3 separate regions of the Zea mays genome follow, and all the other regions are linked to region 2. Evidence: chromatin contacts called from public Hi-C data. All regions are on one chromosome and are shown on one strand. The core of a region is the stretch at or near the end of the contact, and the rest is flanking DNA. Distances in the headings are between cores, read along the strand shown.

What was found. Hi-C and Micro-C count contacts between places; a contact is called where the count stands out from the background.
Region 1: a contact with region 2 is called in a Hi-C map of ear, with 2.4 times the contacts expected there. The contact joins the promoter of LOC100273084 here to the promoter of LOC100283904 in region 2. A contact is called at or near these places in 2 of 25 Hi-C or Micro-C datasets (ear and tassel).
Region 3: a Hi-C map of ear shows a contact between it and region 2, with 5 times the contacts expected there. The contact joins the promoter of LOC100283502 here to the promoter of LOC100283904 in region 2. A contact is called at or near these places in 13 of 25 Hi-C or Micro-C datasets (bundle sheath, ear, endosperm and 5 more) and 1 of 3 datasets of contacts at active chromatin or transcription factors (leaf).

Annotation. Positions count from the first base shown.
Region 1 is chr6:47,748,518-47,752,959 of Zm-B73-REFERENCE-NAM-5.0, reverse strand. It overlaps LOC100273084 (lysine ketoglutarate reductase trans-splicing 1), which reads left to right and starts at 1,997. Exons shown (of 15, transcript NM_001147533.1): 1 at 1,997-2,171; 2 at 2,645-2,787; 3 at 2,884-2,992; 4 at 3,074-3,217; 5 at 3,406-3,510; 6 at 3,870-3,953; 7 at 4,095-4,210; 8 at 4,308-4,409. The coding sequence starts at 2,759.
Region 2 is chr6:48,039,303-48,043,705 of Zm-B73-REFERENCE-NAM-5.0, reverse strand. LOC100283904 reads left to right here and starts at 2,128. Exons shown (of 3, transcript NM_001156802.1): 1 at 2,128-2,320; 2 at 2,421-2,706. The coding sequence starts at 2,239.
Region 3 is chr6:48,305,971-48,310,262 of Zm-B73-REFERENCE-NAM-5.0, reverse strand. It overlaps LOC100283502 (nodulin-like protein), which reads right to left and starts at 1,337. Exons shown (of 5, transcript NM_001375357.1): 1 at 1,035-1,337; 2 at 811-873; 3 at 554-670; 4 at 43-463. The coding sequence starts at 1,213.

The DNA.
Region 1 (4,442 bases), core at 748-3,247, 290 kb after region 2:
GGAAGATCAAGTCTAGTAATCAAACTACGAAGAAGCTCAGTTCTAGCAACCTGAGGATCATATTCCCATTTTCTAAAAGACCCATCAGGGTTCAAAGCTAGTCTAGTTTGAACCATAGCAGCATGATCAACCTTCTTTTTACATGATTTCTGGTGCCTAAGCAAGTGTCAAGTGCCAACATTAGAATTAGCACTCAACTGAGCCTTGCAAAATTTGCAAATATCAGCAATGCGCACCTTCTTACCATTACAATTTTCTGTGACTTTAGTGAAGTCATCCCAAACAGCAAATCGACGCTTACCAGTGCTTGAAGAAGTCAAAGAATCAAATACATTAGAGCCAGCAGCATCACTAACTGGCTTGGCAGGTGTCCCCTCTAGGTCGATGGCAGTATGACTGCTACTAACACCGAATAAAGGCAACAATAGCATCTCCCATGTCGTCGACGTCATCGGGAAGTTGTCCTAACTCAACAAGCTCGTCATTGATAGTTCTACGGTACCGGTCGTCGTCGTCATCCATGCGCCCTTCTTGGTACCGTACCTCAACGGCCTTGTCGGCACCAGCACGACCACGATGTAGTCAGCCCGCAACCTACCAAAGCCCACAACCAAGCAGCGAAGAGGAGATTAGGGTTAGGGTTAGGGATTACCGATTGGGGAGGGAGAGTCAGAGAGGAATGTACCTACCAAGCCGGAGCCCGGAGTCAGAGACGAGGGTCTAGGGCACGACGACACGCGACGAGCCGACAACCAACGACGACAAGATTAGGGTTAGGGATTTCTAGATTGGGGAGGGACCAAGGGAAAGCCGGAGTGGGGCGAGCCGCACGGAAGGAGAGTAGGAGACCCACCGATGTCGCCGGTGACGGAGATCTGGTAGTGGTGACGGCGAGGCGGTGACCGTGCGGCGGGCGGACCGCAGACGACGGGACAAGCAATTCGAGTGGGGAGAGGAGATGTTGTGTGGGAGTGGGACACTTGGATGAGATGAGGAGGGAGGGCGGATGTCGTGTGGGCGGTCGGGCCTTACCCCTCGCACCCCGACACCGGGCCGGCCCCGTGCGTGCCGTTTTCTGGCGGGCCGACCGTGCTGCCTGGTGGGCACTGCCGGTAGCCTAGGCACGACCTGATTTATTGGCCAGGGTACAAACCCAGCCGGGTCGTGCCATGTTTGGGCTGGGCCAAAAAAATAGACCTCGTGCCGGACAACCGGGCCTCGGGCTGCATGCTCATCTATACTAGAATCTAATATATTGACATCCAAACAATAGAATTGGGATTACATCTCATTTCAATATCATGTCTAATTTGATACCAAAATCAATTCGTACCTTCCAATATTAACGTCTAAACGGAGCATTATGTTTTTTCAAGCATCGGTCAGAAGAAAACAAAAGGGTGCATAAATAGTCATGTTGACGCCGAATCGATTTGCTGCCAAGATAAACTTATACTTTTTGATCTCAACTTAGCCTAATTTTGGTTTTTGAGAAGGAACTGTCAACGAGAAAGGAGCTAAATAAACTGAAAAAACGTTTGGAACGTTGGCAACAAACAACACAAACACATGGACATCCCAAAGTCCAGGGATGGACGACCGACCGAGCTGTCTAGGCCCATGTAGTACCAATAGGTAGGTCAGGAAGAATACGCGTGGTCCAGGATCCGACGGCGGGAGGACGGCCCCGTCGAGGGCGCAAGTTGCTGCGGTTGGTTCGTTGGGTGGCGTCCCTCTCCTTTCTCCCTGTCGTCTCCAACTTTCCCTTGGTTTGGCTTCCTGCCTTCCTGGCCTGGCCTAGCTCCTCTCCTCTCCTCCGGCTTGATTGATCGATCGATCGATCGATCCAGCCAGCCATCCACCCATCCCTTCCAAGTTTCCAACTGACATTGCCGCGCCGCGCAGGCGCAGCGCACGACTTCCGCCCTCCCCCACCCTCCGCCTCACGCATATAAACGCGCGCGCCTGCCTCCCCTGCCCCCGCCTGCCTGCCCACGCGCTCCGCTCCTCGCCCCCTCCTCTTCCCACGCCGCCGCCGTACCCACGGGCAGGGGGCACGGCTGGTGGCTCATCGCTCGGCCCGCTCCCCCTCCGTCGCAACCGGAACATACCAGCACCGGCGCTGCGGTATTATTCAGCTCCGTCCGCCGGCCGGCGCGGACGGACGCCAGGTTCGCTTTCCTGCCAAAACCCGCGCCTCTTTCCTTCCGCCCTCGGTTTCGATTTCGTCCGATTCGCCGTACTAGATACCCCACTTGTACTACAATAATGCTGCCGCCGGCCGAGAAGTCCAAACAAGATCTCTTCTTTCCGAGTATTACTTTATTTCTTTTTTTACTCCTCGTACGAGAAAGTAACAACAACAAAAAACTTGTTAGTAATTCCGTATACTTGGCCTGCACAAGTTCGTCCTACACGCACAGAATCTTGTGGTGCTGCACTGTTTGTGCGCCCCACTTCTTAGCAGCAAAGCGAGTAGAAACCGCATACTTGGGGGCATTGCTCATACTTTTGGACGCAGCCCAACCATTGTGGTTGCTTGTTAGTAGCTTTGTAATGCTATGCAAATTCAAAAGGAGATGAAAACCATATTTCGATTGGAGGCCTTCTGACGATGGATTGTCAATGTCTGTGTTTTCTCCAGGCTTCCTTCCTGTCTGCATAACAAAGCCGCCGCCATTATGATCTCCACATATGATGCTTAGCATTTGTCGCTCGCAGCTGTATTGCTCCTCTAGCTGCATCCTTGTACTAGAGCATGGCGAAGCTCGCATCTATTGCTCGCAGGTTTGTAAACCTACATGCTTGTCTCCACTCGAGCTGTTGGCTTCTGGACGGCTAGCGTTGCATGCTAATATCTTCTGCTCTTGTTGACGTTCATAGTATGCTTAGATTCCCAAACGGAAGCATGAGGCTTGTTATGGTAACGGTTATTGGAGCAGTCCTTGGCTTTTTCATTGGGATTTCATTCCCTTCGGTCAGCATAACAAAGGTATTAATGATAGTAACCTCCACGTAACAGCAATACCTCAACTAATTGAGCAGTTACTTATGTCTGTTTCGAATACGCCAGCTTCACTTTCCAGATAGCTTTATTTCGTACATTGAAGACAAAGACGCTGGACTCACGACCCAAGCTATACTCAATCATGCTTGGACTTCTGCCAGAAACGCAAGGGGAAATGGTACCGAACCGACTTCAAACAGTACCTTAAAGGTTAGTTAGTTGTATTACTCTGTCACATGACTTGACTTAGTTGTGGAGTACTATGGCTATTTGAACGGTATCCATTTAACGTGATATTCTCCTTGAATATCAGATGCTTATAAATAGCGAATAGAGTGTTTGCTATTTCCTGATATATTTTAGTTTGTCTGATGAGTTTTTTCTTTGATGATCTGTAGATTTATGTCCCAACGAACCCCAAGGGTGCAGAGGGGCTAGCACCAGGTATCGTTGTATCAGAGTCTGACTTCCATTTGCGCAGGTTATGGGGAGACCCAAGTGAGGTATATTTTCTCATGCACCATCACCTCACCAATCTTCTCCGAGTGCGTTTGATATATTTATAGCTGGACATGTTGAGAACTACAGTGGAAACCTAATTTTAGATTTTTTATAGTTCTCTTGACACATGCTTTAAGCATATGCTCCTTCTCACGTTTGTTCTTTCTTTGTCTTCTTCACATTTCTGGATTTTGTGTCTTGTGCTTCTTTTGACATGTGCTACAAGCATATACTGATCTGAAGCTCTCTATTTCTTGATTGGATTCACAGATAATCGAAACTGGAAAATCAAAGTTTTGCACTGTTTCTGCATTTTGTTGCTTGCAATGTTCTATGCTGATATTTGATCTTGAATATACAGGACCTGCCTTTCAAACCAAAGTACCTTGTTACCTTTACTGTTGGAGTTGAGCAGAAAGCAAATATAAACAGAGCTGTGAAGAAGGTACTTTTGACAACAGCGTCAACGAGCTCAAAAATGAAAATAATGCCTTCCCCCAGTTTTCATGATAATGAAAATTTTCAGATCCATTTATGGCATTTTGTTTAACTCAGCTTCCTGATTGTTTTGTTGTTGGTGCTGCAGTTTTCTGACAATTTTGCTATTCTGTTATTCCACTATGATGGCCGGGTGAGTGAGTGGGATGAATTTGAGTGGTCCCAGCGAGCTATCCATATTAGTGTCAGGAAACAAACTAAATGGTGAGTTTCATTTGTGCTCTAGTGTACTGTTCGCAGTTCAATTGCTTAATTTGAAATGATCTAGTGCTAATTTTTTTGTTTGTGCACACAACTCTAGGTGGTATGCCAAGAGATTCCTGCATCCTGATATTGTGGCAGCTTATGAGTACATATTCATTTGGGATGAGGACCTTGGGGTTGAACATTTTAATGCAGAGGAGTATGCTTTCATTCTCCCCACTTCCTTTCAGTA
Region 2 (4,403 bases), core at 879-3,378:
ATGTATAGCGGCAATGATACCATGGGCACCCCGAACCATAGGTTCTCCAGGATGGAGTTCTACCCATAGTGCGTGACGAAACCACCCATGGCCACGTGCACGAGGACCTCCTTCTGTGGCGTCGTTGTCGGTGGCCGCACCAGCTCCCTATCGCTCGTCCTCTTGACGAAGCCCTCTAGGAGCAGCTCCACCAAGTCCGCGTCTACGGGGCTCCACGTGCCATGCGTCGGTGGGCCGTGCAGCACTCGCCCCCTTTCGGGTGAGAGGACACCAAATTCGAGGAAGGTAGGACTGGATCCGCACACCGCGGCCTAAGGGACATGTCTAGGACGACGTGATGACAAGGTTGGAGCAAAGCAGGTCCCTCGCCGTCGCGCACCTGGAACACGTGATGTCCGTGCCGCCCAGGCCCGATCTCGCGCTCTTCCTCCTTGTCCATGGTCGGCTTGATGGAGTCATAGTTCGCGCTATGTAGAGTGAGGTTGTAGCGGCAGCGCGGTTGTTGTATGGGCGGTTTCGTCACGCGGTAGCAGGGAGAGCTGGAGGAGGAGGTCGTGGAGACGGACGGGGGAGATGACAAGCGGGGGTGGGGATTGGGGGAGGGCCGGAGGGGGGAGTCCGCTGAGGCGCTGACCCGGGAGAGAGCGGTTGCTATGATACTGGGCCTTGGTCTGGGCCATAACAAGCAGATGGGCCTCCCAGGACGCGTGTGCTTCGTATTTGCAAGCTAAAGTGCTAAACTTAGTACCACATCAGCCACTAAACTGTGTACACACCTGTTTATAAGTTGCAGTGCGTATACAACTTGTGTAGTCTTGGTTGGTCATGGTTGTGACCCCACACAGATAACTTCTTTGGTAAAATTTGGTCATATACGCGGAGCACAGGTTTGGGAATGGGAAATGAGACCCACCTGCCAGAACGACGCATATGTGGGTAGGGGAAACGGAGAAGAGGCAGAAATGCCATGTGTGTGGGACCACCTGTCAAACTCAATACACAGGTATGGGAATGGGAAATGTGGCACAGAGGTGTGGGAATGGGAAACAGAGAAGAGGCCACGGTTGTGGGACCCACCTGTCAGACGATTGTACGACCAGAGACATGGGAATGGAAATGGAAATGGCAGAACCAGGAATGGCAGCCTACCCCTTACCGTCTTAATAGTAGTAAAGATTAGGTCATAGATCTCATGTACTTAATGCACTCATGACTTGTCTTGATGATGAGGATGAATCAACGATATATTGAAATTTAGCCATTCTATATTTTACTAAATTTATATTTGAATAATTGTATGATCTGTCACTTTGTTAGGATGTCATGCAATCTAAAATCATTGATCCATGATATTGATGTTGGGGCTTGCTTGCTACTGCAATCTATCACTTTGTTGGGGCTTGCCGGCTGTTGCTACTATGAAGTTGCTGGCTACCTGCTACTATATGAACATCATGGCTTGCCGGCTGTTGCTACTATGAACTTGTTGGCTGCTGCTACTATGAAGTTGCTGGCTGGCTGCTACTATATGAACATCATGGACTTGCTATCACTGTGTTGTGTGAGCGGTCATTCTGTCAAGTGTCAACTGTCAATAACATTGAACTGTGTGGACCTGTAGTCCTGGTCTTTATCATGACTCATGAATTGTAATATGATTTGTAAATTTGTAATGTTGCTTTGCTTATCAATTTCATATGTTATGATGCTGTTCATCAACTCTCAGCTGTCATAAACTGTGTTGCTCATTAATTTACATGCTGATTTATATTTTGCAGTAGCATATCCACCGGATACCCGATACCCGACGGGTACCCGGTGGGCGCGAGTACGGGTATATTTTTTTGCCCGATTGAATTGGTGGGTATAGATATTTATAGAAGGTTTATGTATGATATTGGATCAGTTATTGTTATACCCGAATATAATTCGACCCGCTGTCATCTCTGGATGATGGACCGAGAAGACAAAAAAAAAGTATCCTTTGGAATACCAAAACAGTCTGCATTTCATGGAGACCGGGCCTAGCCCAAAGAGGCATCTAAATCCCGGCCCATCAGCCCATGAAGGAATAGTAACTCCCTTTTTTTAGTCCACAGAAAGACGAAAGAAGAAACGGGGCGACTCGCAGATCCAAGCGGAGAAGCTGCGTCGTGGCCTGACCCTGTCCGTCCTCTCCGGTCGGCGAGAGCAAGAAGAGATCCCGCGCCGTCCTCTTCTCCACCTCCACCTCCACCCATGGCGGCCTCCACCTTCAGCGGCGACGAGACGGCGCCCTTCTTCGGCTTCCTCGGCGCCGCCGCCGCGCTCGTCTTCTCCTGTAAGCACCCATCAGATCTCCCTCCCTCCCTTCTCTGTCTCTTTCACCAGCCGGATCCAACCATCCATTCCTCACTCCCATCACCTCGGCTGGTGCCTAGGCATGGGCGCCGCCTACGGGACGGCCAAGAGCGGCGTCGGCGTCGCCTCCATGGGCGTCATGCGCCCCGAGCTCGTCATGAAGTCCATCGTCCCCGTCGTCATGGCGGGAGTACTCGGCATCTACGGCCTCATCATCGCCGTCATCATCTCCACCGGGATCAACCCCAAGGCCAAGCCCTACTTCCTCTTCGACGGCTACGCGCACCTCTCCTCCGGACTCGCCTGCGGCCTCGCTGGCCTCGCTGCCGGCATGGCCATCGGCATCGTCGGAGACGCCGGAGTTAGGTACTGTAATACTCTGATTGCAGTTGCCATCCTTTGTACATGTCCATGCTAATTGATTCTCAGGGAAAAAAAACTGTCGCCAGGCTTAGACCAAGCAATTAGCAATGTAGGATGAATGATTTGATTATCCTGGCCTATACTACTATATTACAACTTACAAGGCTAATTGGTCGATGGAAATGAGTAGATTTTCTGTCTTGTACTCTTATTCGACTGACGAAAATGACTAGGTTTTGTATTTCATGTTGTTTCATTGTGAAATTGATGCGACTTTCTTTCTTGCGATAAGCAACATGAGTTGTTGTGTACTATATGTTGATTTAGCTATGATATGCTTGTCATTCTAGGGCCTCAGCCTTACCTGTTACTATGCTGTTGTTTGTGCCTGGAATGTGTTGGTTTAACTATGCTATGCTTGTCATTTTAAGACCTGGCCTGTTACTATGCTGTTGTCTGTGCGGAATATGTTGGTTTAGCTATGCTATGCTTGTCATTCTAAGACCTAGCCTGTTACTATGCTGTTGTCTGTGCCTGGAATATGTTGGTTTAGCTATGATATGCTTGTCATTTTAAGACCTTGCCTGTTACTATGCTGTTGTCTGTGCCCAGAATATGTTGGTTTAACTATGCTATGCTTGTCATTTTAAGACCTGGCCTGTTACTATGCTGTTGTTTGTGCATGGAATATCGATGGCCCTGTGGCTCTACAGCCTCTTACTTCAAGGAGACAAAGATTCACATGTGTTGCTACTTTATCTGAGTTGGGCTTGTGCCTACTTTAATCTCAGTAGTTATGCATATCAAAGTTGTCCATATTTGACCCTAGAAAATTGTAATCAACAGAAAAACTCATTTGTGAGGTTGGGGTGTCCATTTGACATGCAAACTAGAGTGTAGAGTGAGTATAGTAGTGGCTGATCCACTGAGACCCTGCAAAACTTCATGTGGTTGATTAATGATGATAAACTACAGACGAGTTATTTTCATTTAAACTATGTCAATGCTTCACAGATTAAAACATTTTTAGTGTGTCCTTTTTTTTCTCGAAAGCGCAGGGGAACTGCGCCTTAAATTATATTAAGAAGAGGAAAAAAAGGTCTATAGTAGACCAGGGGTTACAACATTTAACTCCTTACGGAGGCCAGTACCGCACATAAGTGAAAGAGTCTAAGAATGCCAGACTCAAAAAACTACTAAAAATGAAACAGTAGGGTTCAGCCATTTGTCAAAGAAGCTGCCAAGAATGAGAGACCCTTGGCCCCAGCTAATTCCCAAAGTCTTCTCTCATCATCAGCCTGCCGAAGGATAGAGGGGAGACTGGGGGTCTGTCCATCAAACACGCATCTATTGCGGTGATTCCAGATCGTCCAGGCCCCCAAAGAGATCAGCGAACTCAGACCTTTCTTGACCATTCCCTGAACTGATTCAGAAGCTATCTCCCACCATTCCAGGAAGGAAGTCAGGCCCGGCTGGGGAGCTAAGTTATCCAACCCGAACTTTCTGAGCAGATTATACCAGAAAATCCTTGCAAACACACATGAGACCAGCAGGTGGTTAATAGTTTCAGGTTCTTGATCACACAGTGGACAGCTGCTAGGATGATTGAGCCCCCTTTTTGCTAATCTGTCAGCAGTCCAGCACCTGTTATGGGCCACCAGCCAGAGGAAGAAACGACATTTTGATGGCGCCCAAGTTTT
Region 3 (4,292 bases), core at 88-2,587, 270 kb before region 2:
TCTAATACGACTGCTGCTGCTAGTGCTTAGCTAGCTACTCACGGAGTAGGCGACGGCGAGGAGGCCGACGTCGAGCTGCAGCTTCCAGGCGGCGGGGTCCCGCTCGACGGCGACGGCGAGGAGGAAGGACTGGGCGGTGCTGAGCGCGCACTGCACCAGCGTGGACAGCAGCTTGTTGGGGTACTCCTTGAGCAGCGACGCCTGCAGCACGATCCAGAGGGACCACGTCGTGTTGGACAGCAGCATCAGGAACGTGCCCTTGATCCACGTCCCCTTGCCGCCGCCGCCGCCATCGGCATGGGGATGGGGGTGCTGCTGGTGCGCCGCGAAGGCGCGGTGGTGGTTCACCGGGCTCATCGACGGCCCAGTGTACAGCGCGATGGTCAGGACCCCGGCCAGGCACAGCGCCACGCCCGCCGCCTTCGCCATGCCTGACGGGCTTCTCAGCCGAACCACTTCCAGCCTGCATGCATAATATATATGTGAATGAACATAATAGTGACATAGGTGTGCTAGCTAATGATGAGTTCCTTTTTCTGCTTTATGTATATACCTTAACAGGACTGCCAGGAAGAAGGTGACCACAGGGACAGAGTTGCTCGTTGCCGATGCCACTGTTGCAGAGGTGTACTTGAGGCTTATGTTGTACAGATTCATGCTCAATGTGTTGCTACAAAAAGTTCAAAAGGAGACACCACATACATACATGTCATATATGTATACAATATGGTGTTAACCATCAGTAGTTGTATTCAGTAACAGGAAGCTGCTGATACCACTGATTGGATGGATGTAATGTCAGTTACATACCCAAGCAATGCATAGAAGAACAGCTTCAAAAACAGCCTGAATGACATGGGTGGTGCATTCTTCCTGCGATCGAATCAATCACAGATATATCGATATCAGCAATTTCACCAAGCTATTATATATTCATCACATGGGGAAAAAAGCAATTTGCAGTTTTAATTATGCAGAGTAGACTGCTGCTGCTTATCCTTAGTCAAGTTGAGTCGGCTGTTGAGCTGTTATACCTTTCAAGCACAATGGCTATGGGGAGCAACAGCGCAGTGGCGGCCGCCTGGCGGTAGAAGATGAACACGTAGGTGCTCATGCCATGGTCGAATGCCGCCTTGGAGACGACGTACATGCCGGTGTAGATGAGCTGTATGACGACGGCAACCCCGTAGGCTTTCTTGCTGGTGGTGTCCATGGCCAGCAGGCCTCAGCTCTCTCCTACACTTGTGCAGGGAACGAGTGCCCGAGATGGTTTTATGCCTGTCTAAGTGTCTATCTAGCTAGCTAGCTGATGCAGCTACCTGCTGGCTACACTGAATAGCAAAGGAGAGGAGGGGGGCAGCCTTATATAAAGATGAAGATGCTGCATGATCTCCTCCTCTGGTTGGATGTTCCAAAGTTAGCTAGACTAGTGTGTGTGTGTATGTGTGTGTAGCTTTTTTTTTCATGTTGGCCTCCTCTGAATCACAATTTTTTCTGGTGTGTTTGGGCAAGAGTCATCTTCCTAGCTCTCTCCATCCAAGCTCCTCGTGTCTTCGGAAAGAGTTGATGTGGTCGTTTGCCTTAGCACTTTGGGTATATCTGCTGCACTTAAGAAACATGTGAATAATCCGGTTATTAGCTAGCTCGTGGATTTGTTAGTGCAAAGAGGGATGAGTATGGTAATGCGCTTTGCTTGCCCATTATTGTTACACTTTCTTTACCTTTTTCGATAAGCCACTCTACTTTCTTCCTAGATCTACCATCTGTCTGTCTCTCTGACACGGATTTTTTTTGAAGTTTGCAGAAAAAAGACATGGGCCCAAAATTATTATTGTAAAGTTTACACACCGAGTTTAATTAACATAGCCAATACCATAAATGAAAGGCAAATTAAGAATCCCATCAACCTTGACTTTGATATAGTAAGTAATAGCTGGCGATGAACTAGCTAGATGGTCTTTGAGTGTTCCTCCTATAACCGAGCCCAAAAATCTCCTTAATTTATGTTAACACGAAGAAGTTGCACATGTCATATGCGTATTTGGTTTGTAATATTTTATAGTCCGCTATTTGATCCATATATATTTGTCTGCAACGGTTGGCTCGTTCCATTTTCCACTAGTCTTGTGCACTCTTTAGGTCTAGTTCGATTATTCCAATTTCATATGAATTGAGTGTATTGAAACAGATTGAACTGGATTTTGACTTGCTATGGATTTAAACCGACTCAATACCACACAATCCATATGAGTTAAGGGTGAAACGAATAAGCCTTTAGCTGTTTTTAGCTAATGCTAAATTTGTCCTCACAAGTGTAGTACCTATATGATATTATCCCTGATGATTGTTTGGGGCACTGCATGATATATAATACACAATCAATTAAAATATATAGAGAGCATATATATATTATAATACCACATACGACTTTTCATACATATCGGAGAAGACGTGTCTGATAGTTATTGTGATGTCGTACTTCTTTTTAGTCTTAAATCAAGAGATCAAGATCCTCGAGGTGCATCTTGTAAGAGCTGTATGGAAGTTATCGTACCTTTCTTTTGGATTTCTTTTGGAGTATCCAAAGATTTCAATATAATGACATGTCCACACTGAGGATAGATTAGAAATGTAGTCTAGTGCCCATGGTGCCCGAGTCGCAACATTTAAACAATACAAGTTCTAAATCTTAAAGTATAAAAGGGTGATTCAAGTAGCTATATATTAAGGTGTTTGGTTTGAGAAATAAGGTAGTCCATCGTCTTCTTACTTCTTTTTTTGTTTGGTTTGTGGAATAGAATGATTGATCCATCACCACCTTATTCCTCATAGTTAGTTAATTAGTACTAACATGAGAAATGTGACCATTCTACCAAATTTGGGATAAACTCATGATATACCACCTCATTTTGGACATACCTTGTTTCCTAAAGTACCTATAATGATACAATTGAGTGATACTCATAATTAACTTACATGGCAAAGTGACTTGAACAAGGTCGAGGTCCTTACGTGCAGCATCCTATGCATGTCATGGAAATCTACAAGGATTTGGCAATCATTGTCCATCTTGAATGAGTCCACCAAAACTTTTACAATGAAGGAGTGTAGGTCCGCTTTTGCCGCTTCCATGTACCATCGATGGAACCTCCTTACTTTGTGTGGCTCCTTTACGAGCTAGCTCAAGGGTAGCATGTACTTGCCATGCTCATAGTTTCATGAAAATCATCTGAAAGTGGTCATGCACCCGATGATTACATCCTATACATATATTATGTCTTTTCTATGTTGGTTAAGCCACACCCGCACTCATAATACCTAATAGATGGTTTTTTACACCCACACCCGTTGGGTACTCGCTGGGTGTTGGACACTCGTTGGGTGACAACAATTGTAAATAATTAAACAAAAGCACTACAAAAAGCAAGAGAAACACATATAATTCTTTAAAATCACACCACATATAATTATTTAGAAGCATATAATATATAATGCAATATCAATTGACCTGTTAAAGAAGTGAAGATGAGTAGATGACCTAGAGTTTTATTAGGTTGGATCAAAATTATAGGTAAATAAGGACTCAAAGTTAGTCTTCTAAAGTTCATTGGACACTCATCGGTGTAAATTCACACCTAGCCCTAACCCATCATTTTGCCAATCGATCGATCGGGTGTAGACCCATGGTTGAAATTTGACACCTAAACCTACACCCAATAGGTGTAAAACCCATGGGCACCGCCCACATCCATGGGTGTTACTGTCATCCCTATAGTTTTAACTAATAACACAGATTTTGAACCAACAAAAAAGCTATTCAATGGGCCAGCATAAGTCCAGGCCAGCTCTATATTATTTGTTAGTGCCCCACCACAGTGGTCATGTGAATGACGACATTAGTGCACCGTCTGCATACGATGCGCCACAATGAATCATATATTCATATTTATAATATAGAAGCGGCAAACGAATCATCCTACAAGGGCCCCCCTGCTTGCTGACGAGAAGATATTCTTTTTCTCTAGCTGATTCATGACATCCCTTTTCTTATGTGAGGAGGATGGTCCATGATATCTTGTTTCTGTGCCCCCACGTAGGAGATCTTTACATTTAATTTATTTATATATGTGCATGTGTAAATCATGACAAGACAATGCAATAATAAAGAGTTTCTCTAGGCCTTTGTTTGTTGGAGGAAGAAGCATCCTCTGCCTGTGACCTTTTGTTAGTATGAAAATGTACATTATTATATGCTTGAGAATTAGTTCCATGAGAAAAGCACGATCTATCTT